Linked DNA regions of Sus scrofa: region 1 is linked to region 2. A link is a contact called in public Hi-C data. All regions are on one chromosome and are shown on one strand. The core of a region is the stretch at or near the end of the contact, and the rest is flanking DNA. Distances in the headings are between cores, read along the strand shown.

Region 1 (4,956 bases), core at 767-3,266, 53 kb after region 2:
CCAGAAACCATCGGGCTGAGTCAGGATCATCCCCATTTTAAAGATGAGGAAACTGAGCCCCCCGTGTGTTGAGAAGGGATGTGGCTAAGCTCACGCAGCCAAGAATGACCTCACTGGAATAACATCCCAGGTCTATGAGACTCCGATGCCTTAGCCACCACCCACTGCTCCCCTGCGTGTGAGAACAACCAGTTGGCTCTGCCCAGGCCTGTGTGCTGTGCTTCCCGCCCTGTGCGTGCCTGAGCAATGGGGCTGGCTGTGCTAGGGCAGACTCCATGACTGGGGCCCTCTGGGGTCCCCAGAGGCCTGGGATTCTTTCTCCACCACTGAGAATGACAGCATTGGAAGGCAAGAATGTGCCCAGCTGGGAGTGTGTGTGGGTTGAGGGGAGGGGGTCTCACCACTGGTGGCAGGGAGCAGGGTGGTAGGAAGGCCTTGCTTGTAGCATTCACCTATTTCCATGGTGTAAACACTCCACCCACTTTCCAGTTACCAACGGTTGTGCTGTCCTGCAAAATTACTAAATTTGCAATAATTGGCTCTCACAAGCTGGTAAGAGCTTGCCCTAGCAAGTTCTAAGGTTTCATACACTTAGGCCAAGCTCCAAAATTCAGGAAGGCAACCTTGGCAGGATCAGAGGCTGCCAGTCCAACCTCTACATTATATTATATAGCTGGATAAATGAGGTATGGAAAAGGGACATGTTTAGATGAGTTATGCTTAGTTTTTGTTTTTTGTTTGTTTGTTTTTTGCTTTTTAGGGCCACACCCACAGGACATGGAAGTTCCCAGGCTAGGGATTAAATAGAGCTATAGCCACCAGTCTACACCAGAGCCACAGCAATGCAGGCTCCGAGTCCGAGTCTGTGACCTACACCACAGCTCACAGCAACACCAGATCCTTAACCCACTGAGCGGGGCCAGGGATGGAACCCATATCCTCGTGGATACTAGTCCGGGGTTTGCTACCACTGAGCCACAACAGGAACTCCTAGCCTTGGTTTTTACTTTGGGTATCTGGCTCCCCATGCCCCCTTTTTTTGGCCACCCTGCAGTATATAGATTTCCCAGCCCAGGGATCAGATCCAAGCTGCAGTTGTGACTTATGCCATAGCTGTGGCAATGTTGGATCGTTTAACCCACTGTGCCTGGCCAGGTATGGAACCTGCATCCTGGTGGCAGCAGAGATGCCGCTGATCCTGTTGCGCCATAGCCGATCTCCAGGGCTCCACATTTCAGATGAAGTTCTGCCCAACTGCTCTTTTTTTTTTTTTTTTTTTTTTTAAGGGCCGTACCTGTGTCATATGAAAGTTCCCAGGCTAGGGGTCCAAGCGGAGCTGCAGCTAGACCTACACCACAGCCACAGCAATGCCAGATCCTTAACCTACCAAGCGAGGCCAGGGGTTGAACCTACATTCTCATGGATACTAGTCAGTTTTGTTACCACTGAGCCACAGTGAGAACCCCCCAACCACTTTTATAATTATAAGTGTTGGAGTTCCCATTGTGGAGCAGCAGAAACAAATCCGACTAGGAACCATGAGGTTGCAGGGTCGATCCTTGGCCTCGTTCAGTGGCTTAAGGATCTGGTGTTGCTGTGAGCTTTGGTGTAGGTCGCAGACTCAGCCCAGATCCTGTGTTGCTGTGGCTGTGGCGTTGGCTGGCAGGTGTAGCTCCGATTTGACCCCTAGCCTGGGAACTTCCATGGGCCACAGGTGTGGCCCTAAAAACAAAACAAAACAAAAAGCCTAAAAAAAACAAAAAGAAAAAACTTATAAGTGTTAATAACAGGCACCATTACACATGCTTAACAAATATCAATTTAATTAGTCCTCATAACTTCCCTGAGTTAGGTACATAGTTAACTCCCATTTTGCAGATAAGAAAATTCAGCCACAGAAAGTTAGCTGATATTTGAAGCAAAGCTATCTGGCTTAGGACCTGTGCTCTTGACCACTGCTTTAGGCTATTACGTGAACCAACATTTTCGCCACTGCCACACCAGGTCCAGATGCTTTTGGAGCTGCCCTCAGGGTCAGAGTCTTCCTTAGTAGAGCAGGAGCCCTGGGCTCTGGTCTGACCTCCATAGCTGGAGCATTCAAGAATCCCAAGATGATCTCCGCAAGAGGCCCACTCACACCTCCCTTCTCCCTCCATTCTGATCAATAACCACCAAATCCGGTCTTTAAAAGAGAAAGATTATTTTTAGTTTCCTAAACCACCCAAGCTTGCTTCTTTTCCTTCCCTGCAATTACTTCTCAGGTCTTATCTTCTCTCACCTAAATGATTATACCAGTGTCCTTACTGGCCTCTGTCTGATTTGATCTCCTCAATCAGATTTGATTCCTTCTGCAAGCAATGCAAGATAACCGAGTAACTCTCCTATTTAGAGCCCGTTCATTGAGCCCTCATTGTCTTGGAGGAAATCCAAGACCCCTGCCGACTTCTCCCAGCCCCTTTTGCAGGCTACCTGCCTGGCCCAGGAACACACCTCTGGTCCCTGATGCCCCAGGCAGACCCCGGGCCAGCGTGTCTTGCTCCAGCATGCCTCTTGTGCATTGGTAGTACAGTGGTGAGCATAGCCACCTTCTCACACACAGGCTTTTCAAAAGCTCCTCCTGCCCCCTGCATCTTTGCGGCAGCTCTGGGAAATCCGTGCCTTCCTCGTCATGATCTCATGATTGCCCACATGGAGCCCAGAGCCCTCTAGGCATGGAAGGGAAGAGTAGGGGACTGGAGCTGAATGAACGAACTAAGAACGCGGAGGGCTTTGTAAGCCAGACCCAACTCCCACTGATCCACTATGAGGCTTCCTGTCTCCCTTTCCCCCAACTGTAAAATGGGGATTTGGAATTAAAAATCCCTGCCTCTATCCAGTTTCATGAGCACAAAAAGTTGCTCTCCTCCTCAAAGACCCCTGGCTGACTTTTGGGTTGATGATAGAGGCGGTGGGATAGGTGGGGGAAGAGGGAAAGCAAACTGGGATCCCAGAGACCCCTTGAGTCATTGGCTGCTCCAGGCCTTTTGGAAAGCTCATAGCTTCCTGTCTTTTGGAGGATGTGCCATCTCAGCTTCCTCAGTGTTTGGATCCGGCAACATTACAACAAATTCTGCCTCTCCCACTTTACTCTCCAGCTGCCCCAAGCCCTGGCAACCACGTGTTACCACGCCTGATCCCTGCAAAGGACCAGGTGAGGCTTTGGCGCCACCTGCTGGAAGAAAGGAGAAACATCTTTTAATATTGCAAAGAAGGATCTGTCATTGACTGGCTGTAGGCCTGGGCTACACATTTATGGAACAAATATGTATGCATGTATGTGTGTGTGTGTGTGTGTGTATGTATGTATTGCTTTTTAGAGCTGCACCCATGGCATATGGAAATGCCCAGGTTAGAGGTCCAATCGGAGCTGAATCTGCCAGCCTATGCCATAGCCACAGAAACACCAGATCTGAGCCACATCTGCGACCCACACCACAGCTCACTGCAACACTGGATCCTTAACCCATCGCAACCCTGAGTGAGGCCAGGGGTCGAACGCACATCCTTATGGATAGTAGTTGGGTTTGTTACCGCTGAACCACAATGGGAACTCCGATGGAAAAAATATTTATAGTGCACCAACTCTGCTCTGAGTCATGCATGGACTAGGTTCTGAGGACAGAGTGGTGAACAAAACAGAGTTTACATTCTTGGTGAGGACCAATGACAAATAACTGGTCATGCAAATAAGACATTTTCAGATTGCAATAAGCACTGTAAAAGAAATAAGTAGGGTGCTTTATAGAGGGTACTGACGGGTGTGGAGGTTATTGTAAATCAGGTGCTCAGGAAAGAACATTCTGAGAAAGTGATGGAGAAGGAGATACAGCCAGACTTTTTTTTTTTTTTTTTTTTTTTTTTTTTGCTTTTTGGGGCTGCACCAATGGCATATGGAGGTTCCCAAGCTAGGGGTAGAATCAGAACTATAGCTGCTGGCCTACGACACAACCACAGCAACACCAGATCGGAGCTGAGTCTGCGACCCATACCACAGTTCACGGCAATGCTGGATCCTTAACCCACTGAGCAAGGCCAGGGATCAAACCTGCATCCTCATGGATGCTAGTCAGATTCATTTCTGCTGAGCCACAACGGGAACTCCACAGCCAGACATTTGAAGAGGCTCGGGGAAAGCACTGCAGATAGAAGAGACAGCATAAAAAATTCCAAGGTAATGGCACAGTAGGTTCAGAATCCAGATCCCGCATTGCTGTGGCTGTGGCATACGCCCTCGACTGCAGCTCCAATTTGGCCCTAGCCTGGGAGCCTCCATAAGTCTTGCTTTCAGCCCTTAAAAAAAAAAAAAAAGATAGGAAAGAGCCTAACGTATTTGAAGTACCAGAAGGAAACAGGGCAGCCAGAGTAGTGAAGGAGAAGGCAGGTGGTGTGAGATGGGTTTGGAGAGGTATACAGGCCTTGCAACCCACAGTGAGAGTTTCAATTTTATTTTGTTGATTTTATTTTGAAAGCAGCCAAGAGCCATTGAAGAGGTTTAAACAGAAAAGTGATTTACATGTTTAAAAAGGCATAGGCCGAGGCAGATAGCCCAGGGTTTCCTGAGCCGTGTGAAGCATTTTGGTCTTTATCCTAAGAGCAGACACAAACCACTGACAAGTTTAAGCAGAGGAGCCACATGATAGATCAAGAGTTGAGAAAGACTGTATCATCTGCTTTGTGGAGAAAGATGGAAGGAAGTGGAAGTGAAAGCAGGATGATTAATGAAGAGGTTGCTCTTGCAATGTTCCTGAGTAATGAAAAGTACCAGAGGTGCTGGCAGTGGAAATGGATAGAAGAAGACAGATTTGGCAGCTGACGGGCCTGGATAATTGACAGAGAAAGGGTGAGAGAGGGAGAGGGAGGGAGAAATGAAGGTGATGCCTCGATTTCTAATTTAGGAAACAGAGTAGTGCTTCAATT
Region 2 (4,762 bases), core at 465-2,964:
TTGGGCAAAGGAGGCTGGCTAGATGGTGGGAAGCTGGGGTTCACGTATGGTGATTTCCTATTTCTAAGCCTCAGTGTTTCCATCTGTTAATGGGGAGTGGTCATTCCTTCAATACCTGTTTCAGGGGTGATGTGGATGTACACATAGTAACAGGCGGAGGTGCAAGAGGAGCCATTATTGCCATTTTAAAGTAAAGCAGGCAGGAGACCAGGTTTTTGAAAGGATGAAGGCTTCTTCTTTGCACAAAAGGCTCCTGAGGGGCTCCTCTCCCTAGGGGAGTGAGTTTCCCAGGGAAAGAGACAGCAACAAAAAAAGTCAAGCCTGGAGTGACCCTTAAGGGACCACTTCCAGCCTCTGGAGGACAAAAATCCCCTACGGCTCAATCCCAGTATTGTCCTCTCTAAGTGCCAAGCCTCACCCAGTCTCCCTTGTCCCCCGGGGCTCCAATCATCATCAAAGGGACGCTGGCTCCCACGCCACTACTTCAAACTGTTTACTAACACACCCACGTGCCAGACAGACACCGCTGGGGGCTACACCGGCAGCTTCAGCCAGAGGAAGGGGGAGGTGGCAGAAAGGCTTGCGCAGATCCAGTGCCTGACCTCAGCGGCAGAGGTTTGGCCACCCATGGGGTGCCCCCCTCTTGGATGGCCCAGGGCGGTCCTTACCCGAGTCGCTTGGGCTCTCGGACCCCGAGCAGGCCTGGGTCTTGGGCTCGCCCAGCGGACAAGGGGCAGCGGGTGCCGGACTGCCGGCTTCGAGGCTGGGAGCGCAGTCTGGGGCAGCGGGAGCCTTGGGCGGGTTTCCCCGGGGAGCGCCAGCGGCAAGCCGGTCGCTCACCGCTCTCTCCAGCCGTTCCCGGGCCGAGAAGCCGCTCCACATGCAGTCACGGCGGATGATGGAGGCGTAGTTCCTGCCCCAACCTTTCGAGTGACCCCGGATTTCTGCCTCGTCCGCAGCACCCCCTCCGGGCCACGGCTCCAGAGGACCAATTCCCGGGGCCGGGTCCCCGGCGCCAGGACCGGAGCCCCAGGGCGGCGACGTGGGGGGCGACGGCACCAGCTCGAATTTCTTCCAGATGTCCTCGCTGGGCGCCGTGGAGCGGTAGAAATCCTCCCCGCAGTCATAGTCGTAGAAATAGTGTTGGTACGAGTCGAAGTCCATGTCCGCTCCCTGCGGGAGGGAAGGGGGACGTGCTGACCCCGCTGCGGGCTCAGGGAGGGAGGCGTCCCTCGGCCCTCCAGCACAGCCTGCTGCCAGGCTCTTCTCCCTCCCCAACCTCTCGCGTCTTTCTCTAGTGTCCGGAGCAGCCCGGCCCTGGGTCAGAGTGCCCAAGGAAGCCGCTCACTGCGCGCGGTCTAGGCTGCGGGGAGCGAGTTCAAAGCAAACTTTGCCAGCGCCGCCCGGAGCGCAGCTCCCAGGGCCCGGCCGGGCCGGGCGGGGGCGCGCTGTGCCCTAAAGGCAGCCTGCAGCCCGCCCCCCCGGGACTGGCGCCCGTACCCTGGCCGCCCGCAGCCTCACCTCGCTCCCGCTGCCGGCCACCTGGAGCGGACCGGCTCCCCGCCGGCTCGGGGCAGCCCGGCAGCCCGGCAGCCCGGCAGCCCGCACACATGCACATGCGCGCCACCGAGCGCGCGGCCCGCATTCAGGAGCTCGCCCCCCGCGCGCGCGCTCCCGCCTTCACTCGCGCACGGCTGCCGGGACGCTCCCGGGAGCGGCGCGGGAGCGCGAGATGCAGGCGCATTGTTTCCCGGCTGCCTTATATCTCGTCGCGCGCCCAGGGCTCAGGGACCGGGGGCGGGCCCTACGGGACAAGCCCCGCCCTTCCCCGCCCCTCCCGGTCGACAGGTGGGGGCGGTGGAGTCTCAGCCCCCCCCAGTCCCCCGCCCCGCGCCCGGATCGTGGCTACTCTCTCCTGTTCTGTTCCCTGTATCTCTCAAAATGGATTGCACACTGGGGAGCGCAGAAGAGGCGGCAAGCTGATGCAGCCCGGCGGTTGCCTGATGGGGGCGTAACTCTTGAGCGAGGCCCGGGTGGTCCTCTGGAGGCCGAGGGAAACGCGCGCTACTTGCAGACTCTGGGCTGGAGAAGAGAACTACTCCCCGCCCCGCGAGCCTACTTCCTCGGGCTCGCCTCCTGTCGTTCTGGTGCGTCTGGCGAGGTAGGGTGGGGGCAGCCAAACGTCCACCACGCCACCTGGTGGCCCTTGGTCCTGAAGTGGGACTGGTCCCCAGCAACCGCTTCATCACCCTCTGGTCCGTTTCATCAGCTAGTGTTCCTAAACCTGGACAGACCTCAGCGAAGTAAGGTGGTGAGGACCCCAAACTTTGGATCCTGAAACTTAACCTTGCTGAGCCTTGGTCTCATCTATAAAATGAAGGGATGGTAATATCCCACAGGATTGTTGTGAGAATTTAAGAAGACAGAGTATCTAGTGAAGGGAACTAGGCCAAGAGAGGCAAGTAGAACAAACTTAGCCCCTGATGTGGGTGGTAAGGAGAATTTTTCCCCAAGACCAGGCCAGAGCTGAGATTCCCCCCCCTCACACCACACACAAAACTCGCTGTAGGAGCTGTACTAGTAGAGGAAAGAATGGGGATTTGCGGTCTGGAAACTTCTTTCAAGCCTTCAATTTGCCACTTGGTAGCTGTAGAGCCAAGTCATTTGAAGCCTCTGTTTACTTATGTGTAAAATGGGAACTTTGCTTGTAGCTCTGCATGTCTGTTTAAAATGATGGAGGTATAAGCCTTGTGTCCTCTTCTCCTCTTCTGTGCAGACTTCCTTCAATAGAAGAGGAAAAGTGGAGTTCCCGTTCGTTGCGCATGGGAAACGAATCTGACTGGGAACCATGAGGTTGCAGGTTCCATCCCTGGCCTCGCTCAGTGGGTTAAGGATCGGGTGTAGGTCACAGATGTGGCTCGGATCTGGCGTTGCTATGGCTGTGTAGGCCGGCAGCTGTAGCTCCCATTAGACCCCTAGCCTTGGAACCTCCATATGCCACGGGTGCAGCCCTAAAAGGACAAAAGACAAAAAAAAGGAGAAGAGGAAAAGCTAAACTATAGGAGCGTTCTATTTAGACCAAGGAAACTAACCTGGGATAGCAGCCCGTACATCTAGAATGCTCTAACTGGCATTCAAGGTCTGGTCTACAAACAGCAGCCTGATTACCTGCTGTCTGTCTCTCCCTCCCCATGGTCTAAGAGCACCAAACTCCTCACTGTCGACATCCTGGCAGAGGGATGTGAGATGTGCAAGTAGTTCATTGTGGTTGGAGCATGGGATACCAGTTGTAAGTTGATACATAGGTTGAGAGAAAAGACAAGGAAGATGACACCCTCAGTTTTGCTGTATGTCAGGTGCATGTGGGCATCTTCCAAGGCAGCAACTAGCTCTTGGTAGCTTTGCAATCTCAATACATAGAACAGCTTCTGACTGAACTTCCTGAGTGATTCAGGCAACCAGATTTTATTGAGATAGCCTGTGTACACCACACCGATTTGTGCTGAATGGAAGGCACAGCTCGGAAAGGTTGCAGGTTTGGTTGCAGCCTCAAGGCAGAGGGATTGGAACTGCCTTTTATGGACTTGTTCTCTGGTTCGCAGATGCCTGAAATGATTGCTGTACCAGAGTTTTTGGTTATAAGTGACAGATAAATTTAAGCAGAAAATCACTTTATTGGAAGGATTTGGGGCATATAACCCATGGGAGATTAGAAATATATGCTTGGAAAATGGGTCTTCTTTCTCTAGATGAGATTCCTTACTCAACAGGCCCTCCCCATGGTTGATAGAGGGTGATATCTGAGGACGACCAAGGGGTGGCCTCACCTCAAGAACGAGGATAGGAGTTCTTATGTTGCAGCAGACTAGGAACCATGAGGTTGCAGGTTCAATCCCTGGCCTCACTCAGTGGGTTAAGGATCTGGTGTTGCCGTGAGCTATGGTGTAGCTCGCAGACGCGGCTCAGATCTGCATTGCTGTGGCTGTGGCGTAGGCCAGCAGCTGTAGCTCTGACTCAACCCCTAGCTTGGGAGCCTCCATATGCCTTGGTTTCAGCCCTAAAAAGCAAAAAAAAAAAAAAAAAAAAAAAAGAGGATAAATTAAGTTGTCTTCTGAGAGGTAGGCTGCTCCTTCACTGTGCATGCTTTGACTTCCTCACCAGACTGTAAGCTTAATGAGGGCAGGGACAAATGGCAGTCTTGTTGACCACTGTAATTCCAGGGCTTAGAACAGAGCCTGGCACATCTAGGCTGTGGGTGTTTGGTAAATGTGTTGCCTGTTTGGACCCAAGCCTCTACTGCTTTAAAGCAGAAATATGCTGGTCCACTTGATGGAGACAGAATAGCTGTCAGGCTTAGTCTAGACTGTAACCTAAACAAAGGTATTAATGCAGCTAAAGAGAAGAAGGTGCCATTCAGAAGGGCTGTCAAGGCCATCACCAGAGTGTCTGTCCTGGCACTGTCTGGGGACAAAGATGCTGGTCCAGCAACAAGAGAGATGGAGGCATCATTCTTTGAAACCACTCAGTTCACCCCCCACTTCACTCGTGCTCTGGATCACCAAGCAACCTGCTGAAAACCACTCTGTTCCCTACGTAGATCCGCCCACAGGGAGAGAATACACTCATCAGCGAACAGGAAGATCCAGTCTGCTTCAAAGCCCTGCTTCCCCTTATAACTTAATGAATTGGCATCTGATTTGAAATATCGGTCTCATGAGCCCTGTTAATGTGTGTCTGTTCCACAGAGATGCTGCCGCTTTTA

The links. A called contact is a pair of places that touch in the nucleus more often than the background predicts.
Region 1: a contact with region 2 is called in a Hi-C map of liver, with 2.3 times the contacts expected there. The contact joins the enhancer-like site here to the promoter of MYCL in region 2. A contact is called at or near these places in 1 of 5 promoter capture datasets (liver), 23 of 47 Hi-C or Micro-C datasets (alveolar macrophages, brain, embryonic fibroblasts and 11 more) and 2 of 2 datasets of contacts at active chromatin or transcription factors (alveolar macrophages and skeletal muscle).

The regions. Positions count from the first base shown.
Region 1 is chr6:95,753,450-95,758,405 of Sscrofa11.1, forward strand. No RefSeq gene overlaps it. Among named protein-coding and RNA genes, the nearest start is that of MFSD2A, 17 kb to the left of the region's middle. Within about 2 kb of position 2,017, at least 8 of the 83 cell types and tissues checked have an H3K27ac peak or open chromatin away from gene starts, as enhancers often do. A contact at or near this core is called in alveolar macrophages, liver and omental adipose tissue, where this site is marked.
Region 2 is chr6:95,700,913-95,705,674 of Sscrofa11.1, forward strand. MYCL (protein L-Myc) reads right to left here and starts at 1,715. Exons shown (of 3, transcript XM_003127827.5): 1 at 1,522-1,715; 2 at 669-1,173. The coding sequence starts at 1,164.